Regions from separate parts of the Sus scrofa genome. Here all the other regions are linked to region 2. The links are chromatin contacts, called in public Hi-C and HiChIP or PLAC-seq maps. All regions are on one chromosome and are shown on one strand. Each heading gives the region's core, a stretch centred on a gene start, on an enhancer-like site or on the middle of the called end of the contact. The rest is flanking DNA. Distances are from core to core; before and after follow the strand shown.

Region 1 (4,371 bases), core at 849-3,348, 150 kb before region 2:
AAGAAAAAAGATGAAGAGCTTGCAAGATCTACATGAAGGAAAGTAGTTTTAAAAGCCTCACTAGGAGTTCCTGCCATGGTGCAGTGGGTTAAGATTCCAACTGCAGCAGCTCAGGTCACTCTAGAGGCACGGGTTCGATCCCCAGCCCAGCACAGTGGGTTAAGGATCCCGTTACTGCAGCTATGGCACAGGTGGCAGCTGTGGCTCGGATTTAATACCTGGCCCAGGAATTTCTATATACTTCAGGTACAGCCATTAAAAAAAAAAAAAAAAAAAAAAAAAAAAAAAAAACCTCACTAGAGAGCTAAAGAAATATGAACCTTAATAAATGGATTAATAGAAGATTTTTAGGATGCAGGTTCTCCCCAAAGTAAAAACCCATTAAGATTTAAGGGCCATGACATGGAAGGGGAAAGTTAAAACAGCCATGACAATAATGAAAACAATGTGTCACAACCTGCCATATGGCAGAGTAAAACCTACTCTCAGGTGATTAACACAGGAACACAGATTAAAAAATCAGAAAAGTGTATATAATTAAATCTTGGTATTTATGAATATAGATGCCACTTCAAGGACTTTCAGTGGGATAAACAGCCATATATTTATTCAAAAATAAAATCAAAACATCACAACATGCACAAGGAGTTCCCTGGTAGCCTAACAGGTAAGGATCCAATGTTGTCACTGCTGTGATACAGGTTCCATACCTGGCTGGGGAACTTCCATATGCTGAGGGCATGCTAAAAAGAACAAACAAACAAACAAATAAAAAACACAAAAAGCACGACTCTTGGCTCCAAAATATCTTTCTAGCTCCTTTTTTTTTTTTTTTTTTTTTTTTTTTTTTTTTAACCTATCCATTGGTTTGAAGCTCTTATTCAACTGCTCCAAATACTCCTCTCCTCTTTTCCCTTCTTTTTCTTGAATATTGTCAGGCTGGATGTTACAGGGTAAAACTCATCATTCTCACTAGCCAGTTTCCCTTTCTGGTCCAGGAAACGGGATGAACATTCATACACTGCCATTCATACACTGCTGCAGCACACAGAAAAGGCTACATTTTACAAGCAGTCAAGCAGCAAACAGAGGGAGAAGAAACCCAAAGGTAAAATGCTCTGTTCCACAGGAAAATTAAAAAAGCATGTGTCCATCGAATGCCATCCCTCGCCCTTATAAAAAGGTCAGGAGTCTAAGGTGACCCAGCATGTAAGGCACAAGCCCCTAACTCTTCACAAACCACCAGAATGCAGAGCTGGCCAAAATACAAAGCCTTCTGTTGCACATACCCTACATTAAAAAGCAATCACAGGGTTCCCACTGTGGTGCAGTGGGGTTAGAATCTGACATAGGGATATGGGTTTGATCCCTGGCCTGGCTCAGTGGGTTAAGGATCCAGCAGCACTGCAAGGTACAGCATAATCACAGCTGTGGCTCAGATTCAATCCCTGGCCCAGGAACTTCCATATGCCAGTGCAGTGCTATCCAGGTGCAGCTGAAAAAAAAAATTTTTTTAAAGCAATCACAGCAGATCTAGAGAACAAACCAGTGGTTACCAGTGGGGAGAGGGAAGATGGACAGCCAAGTTAGGGGTAAGGGAGTAAGAGACATAAACTGCTACATATAAAATAAATAAGCTACAAGGATCTACTTTTGTACAGCACAGGGAACATAGCCAATATTTTATAATAGCTATAAATGATAAACTTTAAAAATTGTGAACCACTATGCTGTACACCTAAAACATAAATATTGTAAATCAACCATATCTCAATTTTTTAAAACTAAAAAAAAAAAAAAAAAAAGAAAAAAGAAAAAAAATTACAATGTGTTATCTCAGTACCTCCACGGGGCATCTAAGATGCAGTTTTCTTAGAAGAAGGAACCCTCCTCCCCCTATGTCTCAGAAAATTTTTTTCTTTGTGGGCAGATTGTCTCACAGTTGTGACTGCTCATCTAGGCCAGGCCAGGAGGGGAAGGAAAGGGGAAAAAAAGGGAAAAGGCGTGGTTAGAAGGCTCAGAGGAAAGGCCCATGGGCCTGGTCAGCTCGAATCCTTTTTGGAAGCAAGTGCGGTACAAATGAGCAGATATCGTATCTCATCACCGGGAGCCTGAACCATTACATCACAAGAAATGTGGGTCACTGTTATAATTAGCTTCACTCAGCAGGTAAGGGGAGAAGGGGCTAGTGTGAAGGAGCCATTGCCAAAGGCCCACGTGACTTCGCAAGGATTACCTAAAACCGCCACAAACCAGTCCACACAGGCCAACCCCGTCACTTAAAAAGCCTGAACACAAGGCTCTAAAGGGTAAGGTTCTAAATATACTTTCTGTTCACAATCCTTATTGAGTATCTTAAGGCCTAAGTATCTACTAAAGGTCAGTCCTATTTTAAGACCACCCATACTATAAAAGTGTAGGTTTATGGAAAACAGAAGCCTAAGAAAATTTCCTTGAGAAAGAAAGAAAAAAACAAAAACAGCAACAGCCCCTAACACCCAGGTGTGGGTCTGAGGCTCACAGCTAAAGCTCAATGTCACAAACCAATGTGACATGGCTAGGCCACGATGTTCACAAACAAGCTCACAGGACATCCACATCAAAGTCACTCTGAGACCAAGACAGAATGAGACAACACAAGATCACTGTGAAACCCACAAACTACCAAACATCCCCCCTCTCAGCTAATGGGAATGCCTGCTACTGTTTCGCCAATTAACTAATTATAGCTTTCATCTGACTCCACTCCTCTTTGGGTATGGAGGTACCCAATCACAGAACTGATCCCGCCTTTTTTTACCCTTTTTTGGCTACACCTGCGGCATGTGGAAGATTCCAAGCCAAGGATCAAACCCGTGCCACAGCAGTGACATGCTGGATCCTTAACCCACTGTACCACAAGGGAACTCCTGCCTCTACTCTTTCAAAAACACTCAATCCAGAGGGAACTTGTGCTTTGCAGACCACCCCTCACTCCGCCCCCAATATTAGCCGAATCCCAGGGATAGGTGCTTTCTAACCTCTCCTCTCCAACCAGTGCTCTCCTTCACTGCAATGAGGCATAGATTTAATTTATTTAATGATAGGTGGTTCCTGATGGTCTTTTGCAAAACAGCACAACTTCCACTTCGCCAATTTCCAACTTCTTTCCCCATACGCTGACACTTCAATAAAACCAAATTTTATTTCATTTACAAACAAGCTTTTCAGGATCCTAGCTACCGTATAAAAACACATTTCATCTCTAAAAGAAAATGTCTCTGGCAGAGACACTGAATGCACCAAGATCTTACTCTTTTAAAAATATGAAATGTAGGAGTTCCCATGTGGCTCAGCAGGTTAAGGACTCCTGGCATTGTCACTGCTATGGCTCAGCTCAGATTCGATCCCTGGCCTAGAAAATCCCACATGCTGTGAATACGGCCCCCATCCCACCCCCAAATACTCAAAGCATTTCCCTGAATATAGAAGGAATCCTTTATACCAAGGAGCTGAAAATCCAGATGGCTTTTTCTTCCAAAGGTCAAAACACAAGAAACTGTGATGACACCTAATTAACTCCATCTTCCGAATTTTAAGTTTTGAAAATACCTACTGTACCCTAAGGGGATTTTATAGCCCTAGAGTACGAATGGTTTTTCTAGACACAATCTGAAAAACAAAGAGGTCAACAACACAAATGAATCTTACAGATATAAGGTTGGGAGAATGAAGTCTAACTTTTCTAACGAAAAGAGTATATACTGTAGGACTCTGGTTAAAGAGAGTTCAAACTCAGGACAGTGGTTGTTCTTGGAGGAATCATGATTGAAGGGCATGCAAAGCAGGTCCAGAGTGTTAATAAAGTTCTGTTTCTTGATCTGGGTCCAAGTTATTAATACAAGTGCCTTCAATCTGTGAAAATCCATTGAGCTGTGCTTTCAGTTTATGTGTACACTACTTAGGTTATACTTCCCAAAAAAGTTTTTTTGAAAAAAGGAAGGATGGGGGAGGAGTTCCCGCTGTGGCACAGTGGGTTAAGAACCTGACTGCTGCAGCCTCGGGTCACTGTGAAGGCGCAAATTCAATCCTGGCCCCGGGAACCTTCATATGACCCTGGAGGTAGCACGTGTTCACATGTGAGGCCAGTTTCTTAACCTCTCCAAGCCTTATTTTCCACTGGCAAAGTGAGAATTGCTTACACTTCACAGGGCTCTTCTGAGGCCACGTGAGATGACGAAGGTACAGAGCCTGGCCCAGAACGTGGCAATTCTACCAACTAGATGTCCTGCCATCCAGTCTCCACCCTGAGTCTCCCCTCTGCAACTGAGGAGGGGTGGCCATCTGTGGCATGATCCAAGGAGAGGGCACAGGGCAGAGTGACATCTGGCC
Region 2 (4,197 bases), core at 242-2,741:
GCCGGTTTGATCCTTGGCCTTGCTCAGTGGGTTAAGGATCTGGCATTGCTGTGAGCTGTGGTGTAGGTCACAGATATGACTTGGATCCTGTGTTGCTGTGGCTGTGGTGTAGGCCAGCGGCTATAGTTCGGATGACCCCTAGCCTGGGAACCTCCATATGCCTCGGCTGCGGCCCTAAAAAAATAAAACAAAAAATAAATCCTTTTCTTTGCTCATGACTTGATAATCCACCTATAATCCCTTTCTTTAATCTTCATTTATCTCTAACTCCTCTTTACCCTTCGAGTTTTTTTCAAGTGCCATCTCCTTGAAAGTGTAATAAGCTCTCTTCCCTCATGAGATCTCCCTTTGCAGGCAAACCCTTACTCATTTTTAAAGACTTAGCTCTGTTAGGCCCTAAGGAAAGCCTTTTCTGCTGTGTCTTCCCTGTAGCCCAAGAGAACCTGTTATTCTAGTTCTTGTCTTCCTAACCCACCTCTCTCTTTCCTTTCTCTCCTCTTTTTTTCTCTCTCTCTCCTTAGGGATCATGAGGCTAAGAACATTTTTTCCTAAGCAGTCATTCTAATTACTTTATGTAATCACAACAAACTACTGTGTGACTTAAAAGTCCCAGTTTATGGAGATTTGTTCTTTAACTAATACCAATAAGTGGGAGGGTTTTTTTTTGTTTGTTTTTTTTTTTTTTTTTGAGTTTGTTTAAACTTGTGACTTGTGATTAAAAAAAACAACAACAACAACAAAAAAAAAACCTGAGGTTACAGGACCAGTTAAAAAAGAAAAAAAAGTAATTACTGGGCAAGTACTGATTTACATTTTGGCAGTGGAAGAAAAATATAACACTCATAAAGTTGTAAAGTTAATTTATTACAACTAAGAATATTATTATTATTAAATGTTTATGATGTGCCAGGTAACGTTCTAAGGCGGTTTAGCTCATTTAATCCTGGTAACAACGAGGGACTATTTCTTCCATTTTACAAATAAGGAAATAGAGCCAGCAAGCGATTACACTGGTGGCACACTTATTACATGGTGGAGCTAGAACTGGAAGTCATGCACCTGGCTCTGGACCCCTGCACCTTTACTTGAAGCCAAGGCTTTTGGTTAGCTGGGGATTTTTTAAAGGGTTAGAAAAGTGAAAAATACTACGTAAAAATGTTATCTACTCCAGATGACTTCTGGACAGTATTCTGAAGGGCAGGGTCCTGAATTTGGAGTGAAGACATTCAGGCCATAGTTCTGACGTCCTGGAAGCAGAATCAGGAGGTCTGGGTTAAAATCCAGACCTGTTGTTAACTACATTCAGCCCCAGGCATTTCATTCTCTTTCCTTAGTGAAGAGGAAAGAGAAGACGTATTTTACTAATTTCCCAGTGCTACTGTGAGAAACAGGTGGTAGGAAATGATTGAAAGTGTTCTGAAGTGTAATCCGATGTGACATGCAGAGGATTTCACTGACGTCGCTGTTCTGACGTCCCCCATTGCCCTCTTCCAGCAGGGCTGCTCCATCCACGGGCCTCCTGGATCTTCCACCTGCCATTCTTGGCCCCTTCTCCTCACCTCTCTCTCTTTTTGTTAAATTTATATCACTTAAAATGTAGAAATATAGTTAATTTATAATGTTGTGTTAGTTTCAAGAGTACAGCAAAGTGATTCAGTGATACACACACACACATATTCTTCTTCAGATTTTTTCCCATTTTGAGTTATTACAAAATATACATAGAGTTCCCTGTGCTGTACAGTAGGTCCTTGTTGTTCTGTTTTATTTATAGTAGTGTGTACATGTTAATCCCAACCTCCTAATTTATCCCTCACACCCAACTGGCCCTGTCTTAACACTGCTAATAATAGCTGAATTTACTGAATGCTTACTATGGGCTTGCCAGCCACTGTTTTAAGTGATTTACATGGATGAACTCATTCAATTCTAGCAACTCTGTGAGATGCGCTACTCTTATCCTAACCATCACAAGGAAATAAAGGCACAAAAGTGACATAATTTGGCCAAGCTTACACAGCTGGTAAACTCGTGATTTACATTCACTCAGGCCACTTCTATACCAAAGATGACCACACTAGGCTCTTCAGCCCAGATTTCCTTCCTCGACACACACGGAGGACACTGCAGTTTGACCTACTTCATCACCCAGGCTACTTCAATCCGTAATTTTTTGTCATCTTAGGTTCTATGTTCTGTTAGTATGACACACAGACCTGCAACCCTCACTCCTCTATAGAATCAATCTGCTTGTCATATTTGTAAAATGTTCTTCCATCTGCCCTCTCCTTTCCATTGTCTCTGCCCCGGTTCAGGCCCTCCTCCGTGTCTCAGAACTGGGTACGTGTCTTCCAGCTCTCCTGACCACTAACTCCAGCTCCTACCACTAGGGTTACCTAATCACCACCGATCCTATTACTCTCCTACCACAATGCTCCCAGTGGCAGCCTACCATCTCCAGGATAAAGGAGACGCAGAGCACACACCATCACACTGCCTGGTCTTAAATCCTACTCCTTCTTCAAAAGCCACTTCAAATGTGCACTTCTAAGAAGCTTTGCAAGATCTCCTCTGTTGGCGTTTATTACATCTTCTGGTGGATTCTTCTAGCATTTTGTTTATACCTTTTATTGTAGTTATAGATCTTATTATATAGTTAGAGATTTTGATTTGTGTTACATATGATTATGTTTGCTCCTTGGACGAGACTGTAGTTATGTGCCCTCAAATCAAGTGGTAGAAGTTTATGGTAATGTCTTAAACACTGCACCCCAACACCAGCACGTGTGTGTCACACACTAAGAAGTAAAGGGGCTCTAAAGGCGCACAGTCTCTTATTTACAGACGCTTATCAGCTCATCTGAAGGAGGAGGTCAGAGGCAAGGTTTTAAAGCTCTTCCTCTTCAGAATGTTCCTTGAGGCTCAATCCTGAGCCCTTTCTTGGCTCACTTTAACTCTCTCCCAAGGTAGTCACATCTGTTCTCTGGTGTTCCCTTTCTCTGGTATTCAGTACTCACTTCTTTAGTGACAATGCTCACATTTTTGTATGCCCAGGCCCAGCCTTCCCTCAGAGCTCCAGACTTGGGTATCAACCAAAGTCTGAATGCTTGAATATTCTTCTTAAAACCCATTCTGTTCCTTTCCCCACCCCCCACATGCTTAGGCCTGAAACCTGGGCATCATTCTTGACTCAACCCTTCTTCTCCATCCTGCCCCCAAGCTAATACATCGATACTGTCGATTTTCCTAAAACTGCTGCCCAGATCCTGGCCCTGCCACCACTGTGGCTTATTTGGACTATGGCAATAACGTCCTACCTTGTCAGTTTCAGTTTATTCTTGCTTTCCCTCCAGTCCTGTTTACATAGCTGGTGTGTGTTTAAAAAAATACAGTAGGTCAAGCTCTTGCTTAAAATCTTTGGAAGCCTTCAAATTCTTGTAGAATGAAATCCAAATCCCATATTCTTGCCTATGACGGTGCATTTCTCACTTCATCATGGGCCCACCTCACCCCCCGCCCCTAGCTTATCAGGCTCTGGGGTACCGGTCTTTCATTTCCTCAAAAGTGTTAGACCTTTTCCCACCTTAGGGCCCTTGTACATGTGGACCCTTTCTGGAGTTATCCTTTTCCCACTTCTTTTCATGGCTGGCACCACCTCTGAGGTCTTAGACTAAATGTTATGACTTCAGAGAACCTTTCTCCGATCCCCAAGTCTAAATGTGTTCCCACATTTTCATCCACTGGATCTTGGACTTCCTATTTTTAGCCCTTAAATAATACACGTCCCATCTTTTTCCCCCTTGCAGGCTGAGAGATCCAGAAGATGCAGGGGCCATGGAGGTTTCATTTGCCACAGTGTATCTAGTCTTTTTCACTCTAAACTGGATAGAAGGTCAAATACTTTCAGAAGGAATGAATGAAATGAGTCAACCCTTTAGCCTTAGATAAAGTGCTGCCCCTGGCAAGCAGGGGTGCTTTTGTTGCTTCTGGCTCCCCTATGGCTGGGGAGCCTGCCAACTGCTTTATAAAGTGGATTATTTATCCTTTTAAAATCTCTTGTACATCTAGTGAGCAAGTTATTTCTGTATTAATTCACTCTAGAAGAGGACCCTGGAAGCACAGCCCTGTCATATCTTTTTTGGTGTCACTTATTTATTGATATTAGGTATATGTTACTGTAGAAAAATGATTTAGCTG
Region 3 (4,311 bases), core at 1,560-4,059, 190 kb before region 2:
TATGCAAATATTGACTGGATAAATGGTAATAACCTCACTTGCTACAGACTGTTTTCCCCTCGATTAAGTCTCCGGATGAAAACATCACAATTTATCCACTCTACAGATGATGAATACTTAGGTCATCTCTAGTTTTTCACCATTATGAACAATGCCACAAAGAACATTCTCCTACACATCTGGTGCACATATGCAAACCATTATCAAATATATTCAAGAGTGGAACTGCTGGGTTAAGGACAAAGACTATTTCCAACTTCATTAGGTAATGCCAAATTATTTTTAAAACAGAATAAAACCATTTCCATCCTCTGATGGTATGCATGAGAATTCTCTAGTAATATCTTTTTGCAGTTTATTTCACTTTCCTGATTACTAATTGGGTTGTGTACCTTTCCTTTCCCTTTTTTGGTCCACACCCATGGGATGCAGAAGTTCCCGGGCTAGGGATCAAACCTGTACCACCAAGTCACTGCAATGACAATGCCAGATTCTTAACCCTACTGCACCACACTGAAACTCCTGTGTATCTTTTCATATGGTGACTGGCCATTTAGCCATCTGCTTCCATGAAGAGCCAGTTTAAGCCACTTGCCTGTTTTTCTTACTGATTTGTAGTTTTACTGTGGTTACATATGTTGACAATATCTTCTTCCATGCTGTGATTGTCCCTGCATTCTCCCTATATGATTTCCTATGATGTACTCTGCCTCAGGCTTCCCTTCCACTCAATACCTAAAGGGCTAAGCTGAGTTTCCTAAATTCCCAATAGCATCATGCTGCTGAAAGCATTAACCTTTAAAGAAATCTGGTTAGAAGGAAGATTTTTAAAAACATGCTCCACAAATAAGATAAAGAAGTCCTTTAGGCTCTGGAGTCAACCTGCAAAACAAACAAACAAAAAAATAAAACAAACAAAAACAAAAAAAAAAACTGTTTTGTAAAAACTAGCCCTTCCTTCTTTGAGAAACAGTATTTAAGCCAAAGAAAGAATTCATCCTAAGCCAAGACCTCATGGTAAATTAAAATAAAAAGCCACATCTTTCTTACCGAGTTTATGAATACAGAGGAAAAAGGAAAGTAAAGATAATCAGCAACAGGATAAGACTCTATATTTTAAGGTAACTACTAATTGGGCTGACTGTTCTGAAAAGGAAAAAAAAAAAAAAAAAAACTACCCAAGAAATTCAAACATCACAACATTTATAACTGCAAATTTTGACATCATTTGAAAAGCTTTTCCAGGAGTTCCCGTCTTGGCGCAGTGGTTAACAAATCCAACTAGGAACCATGAGGGTGCGGGTTCAATCCCTGGCCTTGCTCAATGGGTTAAGGATCCAGTGTTTCCATGAGCTGTGGTGTAGGTTGCAGAAGCAGCTGGGATCCCACGTTGCTGTGGCTCTGGCGTAGGCTGGCAGCTACAGCTCCAATTCGACCCCTAGCCTGGGAATCTCCATATGCTACAGGAACGGCCCTAGAAAAGGCAAAAAGACGAGGGGAAAAAAAAAAAAGAAAAGCTTTTCCAGTGACAGCTGATGTCCATTTACAAGTGGAACCAAACATCCTTTAATAGCCAAGATTTACCTCTTCAACTAAAATGGATAAGGGTTATCTCCCCTACCCTGCTGAATAAAGCAACCGCGCTCCAGCTTCATCTCATTATTTTTAATTTCCTTTTCCTCCTACCTTTACTTTCTACCTGCATTTTCCCAAATTTTGTCAAAGACAGCCTAGGAAGCTTCTAACCCCCTACTCTTGCTCTTACATTTTGAGGGGGTCCAGGCTGGCATATAACTCCAGCCACAATGGCAACACACACTGTGGGAAAAACTCAGTGATACCCTAAGACTAAAAAACTGTGTCCAGTTTATTGTATTTTCTAATCATAATGCAAATTACATTGGACAGAGAGATTTCTGGCATGCTACTAAGAGGAAAATTCTGGCTTATAATTTGGCCTCTGGTGGTTGCAGCATTTAAAATGCAATAAAAACATTCCAGAAGCCTTTTGCAGATGTATCCTGAACACAATGCATAAGCCCCTTGCTCCACAAAAAGAAACAGAGAACACAGAAAGCTGAGGTTTGGAGAATCTGGAATGAAAAGCAACAATAAAAACAACAGCAACAAAAACCCCAACTTTGCCTCCAAATGTGCTGTTAGCTATCAGCTGACAGCAAATTTTTTCTGATTAGCATTAATAGCTCTGAAAAACTAAAAGGTTTTTCCCGGTTGAGCCACCTTGATGAAGAAGAACGTATTTCAAGGTCTCTCCGCCCCTGCCATGGAGAGAAATGAATTTTCACCTGAATGGATGCAATGGTGCAGTGTAAGCCTTGGTGTCTTTCAAATGAACTAGCCAGTTTCATACATATTTATCACCCTGACACGTGATTCTGCTGCCTGCACAAACAAATTCACTTCACTGCCACCTCGGTGACATGGAGAACCTGGGGTCAAAAGGGCGGCCTCAGATGCCAGTGCACATGCCTGAGAAGGAACCTGAGAGACCAGACTCACTTCTAAGGCCTGTACACTTGCCTGCTGCCCAGAGACACAGCCACGCAGGGGTCAGGGAAGTGCAAGCTCCAGAAAAAACCTGAATCCACTGGGATGGTATTGCAAGGAGAACCAACTGCTCCAGAATTGAGGGGAGGAAGGGAGAAGGTAAATTTGTCTAAATGAATAGGCAGATTTGGAGACTTACTGCAATCCCTTCTCTGGGTTCCATTCCTATGCAAAGGGAGATGGAAGAATAAAGCTGTTTCCTGACAGCCTTCTGAACAGCTCGGCTACAAATCACTTGGCAGTGGCTTTTGCCCACAACTTCCTTCCTCTCCTCCACGTAACATCTTGCCATAGATGCGAGACAACTTCAACTGCTTTAAAAATTCCAGGAGTCATCACCTCAGGGGCCAAATCGATAACAATAAAAAATAAGCCCTGCCACACTGAACAAGAGACTCAGATAACTTTCATCCTTAAGTGCTTTCAGTCATCAATAAGCATGTGCCTCCCCCATAAGGAAATGAGTACAGTAATTTCTATTATAGCTCTAGCAGCATTATTTTCTGAAGGCCAGATCCAAATTCAAGTGTGAAGCAAAGGACAAACCTACGAACCTATTTGTTATTTTAGGTCTAAAATTTGGAAACTGGGTTAGAGGGAAAAGATTCAGAGGAGTAAGTAACACCTGGTTCTCTTATCTCAACCCTGTTCCATGGTTTTCAAAACAGAAAAAGTACTCGTTCACTTTTGGCAGTGGTATTGGTGGAGAAGAGTGCCAAGCAACCACTGAACAAGGGCTCCCAAGAGCAGGAAGTGAACCTGATGCCTCAGGCTTACATAAAAGCAAGTGAGCAAATCCCTAATTGCCAAAACCATTCTTAATCTCAGCAACACCAGGTCTTCCAGTTGGCCCTGGTGGTTGGTGGTTAACAGTTAGCCAGAGGATATAGGGATTTTTAAAAAAGTGATTTTAGGATGGGGGGGGGGGGCAGTGGAATGAATCCTATCAAGACTGACAAGACAGCTAAGCTAGTAAGCTAGTCATGAGAGCCTTCTGGCTTCGCTAGTTCTCAATGATCTGGGCGGTCCCGAACCTTGCCTCGCAGCAAATGGGCCTGACTCTGCAGGAGGCTCCTGTGCCCTGCTGTCCATGACAAATATGCAACTATGACGATAAAACTGAGCAGGAGCTTCCTAAGCATGGATGTCCCATCTCACCTCAGACCCCACCGTGTCCTCTGCCTCTTGTTTTCAAAAAAGCTTTAGCCTCTGAGGCCTTCTCTGAGTTCCAAAGAGCAAATTTAACCAGAGAAGTGAGGAAAACAGTCAAGCAAGACAAAATTTAGACATAAAACAAAGCAAGGACCTTTAGTTCCTCCTCTAGGGCTGTAAATAATATCCTGAGCCATATCCTTGAGCTGTTTTGCAGATACTAAAACCCCCACCAGGTGGAAGAAGTTAGCTGCTTGTGGATCACCAGCATGGGCACCTCAGACTGGTTGGAAACTGAAGGTTGATGACTGAGATTAAATGTCACCATTATCTCACCATCAACCAATTAGAGAGTGTGCACCAGTGGATCACACAGGCTGTGACTTTCCTTCCCCTCATATTGTCTTTAAAAATTCTTCCAAAGCCATCAGGGAGTTCAGGTCTTTTAAGCATGAGCTGCCCATTCTCCCTGCTTGGTGCCACTGTATCTTCCCTTCACCACAGCCTGCAGTTAGTGGACTGGCTTTGCTGTTTGTGGGGTAAATAGACCCAGGTCTGGTTTGGTAATGGCAGCAGGACTGTGAGCTTTCA

The links. A called contact is a pair of places that touch in the nucleus more often than the background predicts. HiChIP or PLAC-seq counts read pairs in DNA pulled down with a chosen protein or histone mark.
Region 1: a contact with region 2 is called in an H3K27ac HiChIP or PLAC-seq map of skeletal muscle. The contact joins two enhancer-like sites. A contact is called at or near these places in 1 of 47 Hi-C or Micro-C datasets (skeletal muscle) and 1 of 2 datasets of contacts at active chromatin or transcription factors (skeletal muscle).
Region 3: a contact with region 2 is called in a Hi-C map of skeletal muscle, with 3 times the contacts expected there. The contact joins two enhancer-like sites. A contact is called at or near these places in 2 of 47 Hi-C or Micro-C datasets (embryonic fibroblasts and skeletal muscle) and 1 of 2 datasets of contacts at active chromatin or transcription factors (skeletal muscle).

Annotation. Positions count from the first base shown.
Region 1 is chr14:63,266,798-63,271,168 of Sscrofa11.1, forward strand. The region is part of intron 1 of CCDC6 (coiled-coil domain-containing protein 6); the gene reads right to left. Among named protein-coding and RNA genes, the nearest start is that of CCDC6, 31 kb to the right of the region's middle. Within about 2 kb of position 2,099, at least 11 of the 83 cell types and tissues checked have an H3K27ac peak or open chromatin away from gene starts, as enhancers often do. A contact at or near this core is called in skeletal muscle, where this site is marked.
Region 2 is chr14:63,420,235-63,424,431 of Sscrofa11.1, forward strand. The region is part of intron 46 of ANK3 (ankyrin-3); the gene reads right to left. The region is part of intron 2 of LOC110256850 (a long non-coding RNA gene); the gene reads left to right. Among named protein-coding and RNA genes, the nearest start is that of CCDC6, 120 kb to the left of the region's middle. Within about 2 kb of position 1,492, at least 3 of the 83 cell types and tissues checked have an H3K27ac peak or open chromatin away from gene starts, as enhancers often do. A contact at or near this core is called in skeletal muscle, where this site is marked.
Region 3 is chr14:63,228,127-63,232,437 of Sscrofa11.1, forward strand. The region is part of intron 2 of CCDC6 (coiled-coil domain-containing protein 6); the gene reads right to left. Among named protein-coding and RNA genes, the nearest start is that of CCDC6, 70 kb to the right of the region's middle. Within about 2 kb of position 2,810, at least 8 of the 83 cell types and tissues checked have an H3K27ac peak or open chromatin away from gene starts, as enhancers often do. A contact at or near this core is called in skeletal muscle, where this site is marked.